Regions from separate parts of the Sus scrofa genome. Here regions 2 and 3 are each linked to region 1. A link is a contact called in public HiChIP or PLAC-seq and promoter capture Hi-C data. All regions are on one chromosome and are shown on one strand. Each heading gives the region's core, a stretch centred on a gene start, on an enhancer-like site or on the middle of the called end of the contact. The rest is flanking DNA. Distances are from core to core; before and after follow the strand shown.

Region 1 (2,700 bases), core at 169-2,668:
GACCTAGGGTTGGTGGGGAGGGGAGGAACGGGTAACAGGTGTCCCATGGGGGGTTTGACACACATTCAGATGAGCCTGATGGGTTTCTCTCCCCACCCCTGTTGCGCTCCTCGCCATAGCTCATCGCACCAAGCCAATCTGCCGTGGGGGAGGGCAAGGCAGAAGTTCCTGGAACCCTCCAGGCCACCTCTGCGCGTGGTGGGTCCGCCGGGAAAGGAAACCCGACCGACCCTTGGACCAAGGGAGAGGCCCTAGCGATCCGGTCCGCGGGGAGCAGCGCCCTCGTGTGGCCTCTGGGAGCAGCGCCGCTCATTTCTCAACCCCTCCCCTTCTGTGAGCTCATTGAAGTAGTATTTATTGAGTGTGACTAGGTGCTCTAGGGGCAACGGTGAAGAAGATAGATAACATACCTGCTCCGTGGACAGCGCATTCTTCTGGGTGTGTGTGTGTGCGCGCGCGCGTACGTGCATGCACGCACGTGTGGAGGAGCAAGCAATAAATGATAAATAATAAACAAGGCAGTTACTACCAGTGATAATTGCTAGGAAGAAAATAAAACAAAAATAAGATGGAGAAACTTAGGACAGGATGAAAAAAGGAGATGTTCCTGAGTAGGGAATGTCTGCGATGAGACCTAGGTGAAGATCTGGGGGGGAAGCTTTCCTTGTTGAGAGAAGGGTTACTGCAGGAACAGAGGGGGGCTTTGGGGAACAGAGGGAGCTCAGAGTTGCTGGAAAGGATCGAGGAAGCACAGAATAGTATGAGAGTCTATCAGGGAGGCGGGCTGGGACCAGGCTATACGTCAGATCTTAGAGGCCATGACAGAGGTCGGATATTCTTCCAGGAGTAATGAGGATGCACAGGGTGGGTTTTGAGCAGAAGAGTAATATCGCTTGATTATCTTCTAAAAATGTTTATTTTGGCATTCTCTTGAGGTGCAGCCAGTTAAGGATCCAGCATTGTCACTGCAGCGGCTTGGGTCACTGTTGTGGCATGGGTTCAATTCCTGGCCCAGGAACTTCCATCTGGTGGAATAACAAAAGGACTCCTATGTTGGAGTGAAATGGAAACATACTAAAATTTAAAATAAAAATCATAAACTGAAAGGACCCCAATGGCTGCTGTGTGGAGAATGGAAGAGGGGAAGCAGGGAAATGACGCAACAGGTTAGAGCTATCGAACCAATCCAGGGGAGACGTGAGAGCGGCTGGGAACAGGATGGCCACGTGGAGGTGGGGAGTTGTGGTTGGATGCTGGGTCTGTTTTGAAAGTAGAGCCAACAGGACTTGCTAATAGACCACATTCTCTTGCTCACCTGGCTCCCTGAACGCCTCCAGACACACCCCCTAGCTGGCTCCTCCATGTGCGGTGGGGGGCTGAGTTAGCGGGTAGATCCCAGGCCCACAGCTAAATGAGGAAATTTCCAGGTGTTGTCGGTCAAAGGCATGTAAGACTCAGGCACTGCATTCTCAGTGAATGGCCTCCACTTTCCATTGTAAGTCCATTAAGCGGGCAGGGTGTCTGCCTGCTGTCTCCCTTAAGCTGCCTGACATCCATGGATAGACCCAGTTATTTATTGGGTCTCTGTTTATGCCAGTGGGTGCCCTCTGGGTGTGTTAGTGACACCCGAAACAGTCCACAGCATTCGGTGTTTGTATTTGACACAGAGTAGAGGGTAGTATGATCTGGGGGCCAGACCTCAGCTCAAGCCAGCGAGGGACTCCTGTTCATTTACACAAAACACAGTAGGGTCAGACGTGATCCCACAGGAAACGTGCACATTGCTTTGCCCCAGGTCAGGCATTTCTTGAAGAGCCTGGAAAGCTGAGATTAGCCTCACACACTCAGGCCAGCAGGGAATGGGGAAAACAAGCAGGGGACGAGGTGACCTGTTGGCTCCGGAGTCAGCAGGCCTCGCTCTGTCTGTGTCGTGCTGCATGGGGGGGAGGGTGCCTTATAAATACAGCCAGCCAGAGGGCCCTGGCCCCAGAACCGAGGACAACAGCAGCCCCTGAGCATCTGTGCAAGTCTCACCGAGATGAAGCTGTCAGGCCAGGAAGAGTTTGAAGTCTCCAGAGCTTGTGAAAATGTGCCCACAGGAGAGCTGGACAATGACTCTGGCTCTGGGCCCAGACCTGATGATCCCTTAGACGCGGCCAGCGGGAAACTGGGGGATCCCAAGGACCTCCTGCTCTTCATTCAGCTCAACGAGCTGCTGGGCTGGCCCCAGGCGCTGGAATGGAGAGAGACGGGCAGGTGAGTGGGACCAGGGCGGTTTTGGGGGGGTCTTTCCCCTGCCCCCAATGGGGCCTCCTCCATGACCGCCAGCTCTTCCTGTGTGTGTGTGGGGGGGGGGTAGTCTCACTCCCAGTCAGTTCCTTTCTGTGTTTTGAGTTCCCCGAGATGCAAGATGAGGGGTGACTACTGCCCAGGAAGGAGCATGCTCTTGTACCGCTGGGCCCAGGATCCCCTCCCCGACTGCCTCACCTTCCCTGGCTCGCCTGCATCCCCACTCCTAGCCTGTGTCCCCACTCCTAGACTTGGACAGATGCCTGCAATAACATGGTGTACCCTCTTCACCACAGGTGGGTGCTGTTTGAAGAGAAGTTCGAAGTGGGTGCAGGCCGGTGGAGTGCCCCCCATGTGCCCGCCGTGGCGCTGTCCAGCCTCCAGAAGCTCCGCAGTCTGCTGGCCAAGGGA
Region 2 (2,700 bases), core at 54-2,553, 180 kb after region 1:
CACGGCAGGTTAAGAATCCATGTTTTCACTGGGATGGATGGGTTGCTGCTGTGGCACAGGCTTGATCCCTGGCCCAGGAACTTCCATGTGCTGTGGGCACAGCCAAAAGAAAAACAAGGTTGGCAGAGTTTCCCGGTGGCCGGCATTGTCACTGCTGTGGTTCAGGTTGCTGCTGTGGCTCTGGTTCAGTCCCTAGCCTGGGAACTTCTGCATGCCAAGGGTGAGGCCAAAAAAAAAGGTTGAGTTGTCATAGATAGTTCCTCACCATCTGATCCCAAGCCTTACCTTCCAGTATTGCTTAGACACTTCATTTAGGCACACACCACTTTGTAAGAGGCTCAAGTCCTTTTTGGAACAATAAAATATCCATGTCCTTGCTACCTGATTCTAAGGACCTGCAGACCTAAGGGCTGCATCACCTGGGATTTTATGAAAAACCCAGAATCTCAAGTCCCACCTACTGTGTCAGAATCCTCATTTTAACAAGATCTTTAGGTAATTCATGTGCATGTTAAAATTTGAGAAGCACTGATTTGTAAAATCCAGTCTTTTTTTGAGGAGGCCAAATATCAGACAACTGGATCAAGTTGAGGCTTTTAGTGTATATAAATACTAGACTTCGTACTTACTTTCCCACCACCTCTCCTGCCTCTTTTCATACCACTATGCCTACATCGAAAAGTCTTCTCTTTAAAGGCCAGGTTCTCTGACGTTACTTTTCAGCGAGCTAAAGACCAATCCCTCCTCCCCAGGCCCCTCCATCCCGTATAGGCTTTATTCATCCTTTCATCAGTCCAGAAAGGCCACCCTCCCTCCCGGGGCTTCCCTTTGTGCCAGGCACCAGGCCATGGGGCCCTCTGCACCCTGTGGGATGGCTGATTAATGGGAGGCAGCACACAGCTAAGCTGAAGGGCATACGCTCGAACCAGATACGATCAAGTCTGAATCCCAGCTCACCCTCCTAGTAGACTTTGAAACTTCTCTGGGCTTTGGTTTTCTCACTTGCAAAACGAGGCTCATAGCAGTGCTTTACTGTTTAAAGCAGTGGGTGAATGAACACGAAAACACAGAGCGCCCTCTGCAAATGGTGAAGAGCTGAGTGGCTGCAGTGCTGCTAGGCAGGCGGGCCAGGGTTGGGCCAGGAGAAACTGAAGGCCAGTGCGAGCTCTGGGCCTCCTTCCCACCGAGCTTGGGGCTTGCTCCCGCCAGAGGAGGGCGGCCCCAAGGGGCTGAGTGACAGCTGCCCCGCCCCGGGCGTGACGTCCCGGTGTTGCTGCAGCCGCACGTGGTCGACTGAGTCCGCCTCAGACTGCTCAGCGCTCCACGTCCTCAGCACCAGCCGCTTGGCTTCCTGCTCGTCTGGCTCACTATGTCCACATCCACCAGCCGCCCGATCCCCGGAGGCCGGGACGGGCTGCCTGACTGCTACAGCAGCACGCCGGGGGGCACGCTATACGCCACGACCCCGGGAGGTCAGCGGGCGGGGCCGGGGTCTGCAGGCAGCGGGCAGGCTGGCGTGTGCGTGTCTCGCGATGTGGGTGGGGGGTTGCAGGCCTGAACTTGTCCGCGGGCCCCTCTACAAGCTTTGCTCCCCGGGACGGGGCCGGGGGTGTTGCTTGGAGCTGAAGCCCATTTCCCTAAAACTTCAAAGTGATGCAAAACCGCCTTGAGCCTAGTTTCTGGGTGACTCTGGGCAGAAACATCCCTGTGGACTGGGTTCCGAGTTCCCTGCTCACCTGCCAGTCCTAACTTTGCTGCCTGGGAGCAGAGGCCCCAACTGCGTGCAGCAGGAAGCAGTCAGGTCATGCAAAGCTGCTAGAGCAGGACTTTGGCAGTCGGGGGCAGGGGCTTCAGGCCTTGGTGCTGGGGGACTTGCTTGTGGCTGATTGGCCTGGAGCAGCCTGGGATCACGCCTTCTCTGGAGTTCCTGCCACGCGGAAGCAAAGGGGAGGGGTGAGAACAGGATAGGGCCCTTTGAGGACATGATTCAGGCCAAGTTCCTCTAGGCTGGGCTGAGCCTGATAGGACTTGGGAGGGGTCAGGATAAGAACAGCGTGTCCCTGTTTCAAAGGAGCGGCACTGCTCCTCCCAGCAGGGGATCCACAAGCCCAGGGGGCAGCGCGAGCCCTCACATCTGCTGTTTGGCTTCCTGGTCCACCTGAGATAAGAAGGCTAGGCGAACCAAAGCAGTAAAGTTCCAGAGTCAACAGCAGGACAGAAGTAGCCTGAAGTACCTGAGATCAAGTCGGGTGCTCCCAGAACGGAGGCCTCAGGCTCCGGTAAACCAAAAGCCCCTGCCTAGACCAGCTGGGATGCCCCCTTGCCCTCTGGTGCCTAGACACATACTGCTTAGTGCAGTAGACCTTTACCAAATAGGATTTTCTAAAGATCTTGGTCCCTAAAAGGCCTGTCTGCAGTTCCAGACAGCTCTGTACCCAAACGCCTGCCTCTCAACCGCCCTTACCCCTTGACAGGCACCAGGATCATCTACGACCGAAAGTTCCTGTTGGAATGCAAGAACTCACCCATTGCCCGGACACCCCCCTGCTGCCTCCCTCAGATTCCCGGGGTCACAACTCTTCCAACAGCCCCATCCTCCAAGCTAGAGGAGCTGAAGGGGCAGAAGGAGACAGAGGAAGAGATACCCGGTAAGGAAAACAGGCCCTCAAATTAAGAAATGGCTTTAAGTCACATGCCCCA
Region 3 (2,856 bases), core at 68-2,567, 220 kb after region 1:
CAAGCACGGTGAGCTTGGGCGGCAGTCCTTTAGGCACTTGCTCCAGCTCAGCGAATGACAAATTGAGAGAGCTCAGGGCGGCAGGCCAGACACACTCCCGGGCGCCCGCGGCGGTGGCGCGCAGCGAGTTGTGACTGAGGTCCAGGCGGTGGGGTTGCACGCCCGCCCCCGCCAGCGCCGCGCACACGCCGCTGGGTGTCTCCATCCCCGCGTTGCGCAGCGCCAGATCCTCGAGGGCCGGGAACTTGCGCGGACAGAGAGCTGCAGTCAGCCCGCGCTCGCCCAGCCCGGGATTGTCAGATAGGTCCAGGGTGGTGAGAGCCGGGAAGGCGCGAAGCTGGGCGCACGGAAAGGCAAGCGAGCTTGCTTGCGCCACTTTCAGTACCTTGAGGCTTGGCTGGAGCCACTGCTGCAGTTCGCCGAGCCAGGCACCTCCGGTGGCCCACGACACATTACGGAGTCTGAGGGTGGTGAGCGCAGGTCCCGGCGTTTCCTGAAGCGGCGGCGGTACCTGGCCGGTTACCTCCAGGTCCTCGAGCGTCAGTTCCTTGAGGCGGGAGAACCCGAGCGCATGCAGGACCAGGGCCAGAATCTGAGCAGGAACCCGCGCAGCGCCCACCGTGAGTCGCCGCAAGCGCAGCGCCTTGAGCATGTCCGCGTACTGCTTCGGGTTGGCGCTGGCGCTCTTTAAAAGGAACTCTTCCAGGCTCCGGCCGCCGCCGCGGATCTCCACCTCGACGGCAGCCACGCACTGCAGGGCGCTGGACCAGTCCGGCTGCGGATGCGTGAAGTTGCAGACGCAGCGGACGTCTTCGTCGTCTATTTGGCAGGGCTCCGGGGTGGCCGCAGACACACGCAGCAGGGGCAGCAGCAGCAGCAACGGGCAGGGCAAGCGCACCTGGAAAGAGAGGGGAGGTTAGCGCCGCTCGCTCCTGCGGGTCCTGAGGTTCCTCGAGCAGCCCTCGTGCACACACTCACCATGGTCGATAAGGTCCTCAAAGCCTCTGCGTCTCCCGCCGGCTCTCGAAAGGGCTGTGGCTCCTTTAACCGCGGCACTCCCTGGCTTCCAGGCTCCACAAACGCTATCTGTCCTCACTCTTTGGCAGACTTTGGGGGTTTGTGTAATCCGGGGGGTGTCACTCTGTTCCCTACTCTTTGAACTCTGCCACCTCCCACCTCTCTTCCTCCCAACCACCCACGTTCGCTACACTTCTGCGAAATTTTGCAATGAGGGATGTTGCCTGCCTGACGCAGCAGGAGTGGGGCCCTAACCGGAAGGATCTTGCAAGGCCTCTAGAATCCTTGGCACTAGGCAGTGTGCCCTGATGACTCATGCGCCCCCGGGCTTGTCCGGGATGGGGAAAGGAAGATCCCGAGTGCCTCAGGCCAGGGCTCTTGGTCCCCTGCCGGTATCCTCGAGACTCAAACCCAGGGAGTTTCCTTAACTTTTCCCTCGTCGTGGTGGTTGCTATTAACCTCCTGTCGCCCAAGTCCGACTTCCTGAAAATCCTCAGATATTTAACTGGCGATTTTGTGGAAGAGATTGCGGACTTCATGTATCGACTCTAAGGCTAGAATTAGGTTCTGAGAGAATAAAGTTGATCTGAAGAACCACTTCTCCCCTCTCCTTATTTGACTGACAAGGTCTTTGTGTTTATTTAGAAAGGAATAGCTTTCTTTTTCTTTTTCAATTGAAGTATAGTTGATGTATGCTGTTATATGTCACAGGTATACAATAGAGTGATGCACAATTTTTAAAGTAACAGCTTTCTTAAAAGTAGAGGTGTTGGAGTTCCTGTGGTGGCACAGCAGAAATGAATCCGACTAGGAACCATGAGGTTGAAGGTTCGATCCCTGGCTTTGCTCAGCGAGCGGGTTAAGGATCCGGCTTTGCAGTGAGCTGTGGTGTAGGTCGCAGACACGGCTTGGATCCTTCATTGTTGTGGCTGTGGTGCAGTCCGGCAGCTGTAGCTCTGATTTGACCCCTAGCCTGGGAACCTCCATATGCCTCAGATGCGGCCCTGAAAAGCAAAATAAAGAAATAAATAAAGAAACGAATAAATAAAGTGGAGATGTAAAACTGAGACATACTGGCCAAGGTCCTCGATCTCTTATTTTCCACATCCTCATCCTGAAACTGAGAAATGAGATATTTCTAATATAATTTTCCCACATGCACCTAGCTTTCTCCTACCGAGCACAATTCCTACATTCTAGCAAAGAAAAGCTAGACCTGTGTTGAGTGAGGATTAATTAGTAACTCATCTTTTTGTTTGTTTTTGGCTCTACCCGAGGCCCGCGGAAGTCCCCACAGCAGTGACCCGAGCCACAGCAGTGACAATACTGGATCCTTAACCCACTGAGCCAACCAGAACTCCCAGTACCTCACCTGTATTCTCACATGGAAAACAAAAAACAAAAAACAAAAAACACCGCCAAGTGTCCCAGAGGGTGGGGAAGTGTTACTGAACCAGGTTTGTTTGCCCAACAGGCAGTAAGCCAAACACGAGATGCTGAGATTTGCAGCAGAGAAAGTTGATTCATGAGGCATCCAAGTGAGGAGCAAGGAGAACAAGTCTCAGATTCGCCTTCCAGAAAGCTCGGGTCTTGGGATACTTATGGGTAAAGGGTATAATTTGGTTAGCGGCACAGGGGAAGGTGATTGTGAACAGGAAAAGGGTGAGGTAACTGTTACTTTGCTCAGGTTTTCTGTCTTTCTTCCTTCCTTTCTTTCTTTCTTTCTTTCTTTCTTTCTTTCTTTCTTTCTTTCTTTCTTTTCTTTTCTTTTTTTTTTGTCTTTCGTCTTTTTAGGGCGGTACCCATAGCGTCTTCATGGATGCTAGTCAGATTCGTTTC

What was found. Promoter capture Hi-C pulls out the DNA fragments that hold promoters and counts their contacts. HiChIP or PLAC-seq counts read pairs in DNA pulled down with a chosen protein or histone mark.
Region 2: a contact with region 1 is called in a promoter capture Hi-C map of liver, with 2.3 times the contacts expected there. The contact joins the promoter of EIF4EBP3 here to the promoter of SLC4A9 in region 1. A contact is called at or near these places in 1 of 5 promoter capture datasets (liver) and 4 of 47 Hi-C or Micro-C datasets (embryonic fibroblasts, epiblast stem cells, fetal skeletal muscle and 1 more).
Region 3: a contact with region 1 is called in an H3K27ac HiChIP or PLAC-seq map of alveolar macrophages. The contact joins the promoter of CD14 here to the promoter of SLC4A9 in region 1. A contact is called at or near these places in 1 of 5 promoter capture datasets (fetal liver), 1 of 47 Hi-C or Micro-C datasets (subcutaneous adipose tissue) and 1 of 2 datasets of contacts at active chromatin or transcription factors (alveolar macrophages).

The regions. Positions count from the first base shown.
Region 1 is chr2:142,127,084-142,129,783 of Sscrofa11.1, forward strand. SLC4A9 (anion exchange protein 4) reads left to right here and starts at 1,419. Exons shown (of 23, transcript XM_021084880.1): 1 at 1,419-2,256; 2 at 2,586-2,700. The coding sequence starts at 2,039. LOC110259509 (a long non-coding RNA gene) reads right to left here. Exons shown (of 6, transcript XR_002341945.1): 4 at 2,035-2,233.
Region 2 is chr2:142,302,578-142,305,277 of Sscrofa11.1, forward strand. It overlaps EIF4EBP3 (eukaryotic translation initiation factor 4E binding protein 3), which reads left to right and starts at 1,304. Exons shown (of 3, transcript NM_001202520.1): 1 at 1,304-1,472; 2 at 2,475-2,648. The coding sequence starts at 1,370.
Region 3 is chr2:142,348,369-142,351,224 of Sscrofa11.1, forward strand. CD14 (CD14 molecule) reads right to left here and starts at 1,318. Exons shown (of 2, transcript NM_001097445.2): 1 at 979-1,318; 2 at 1-898. The coding sequence starts at 981.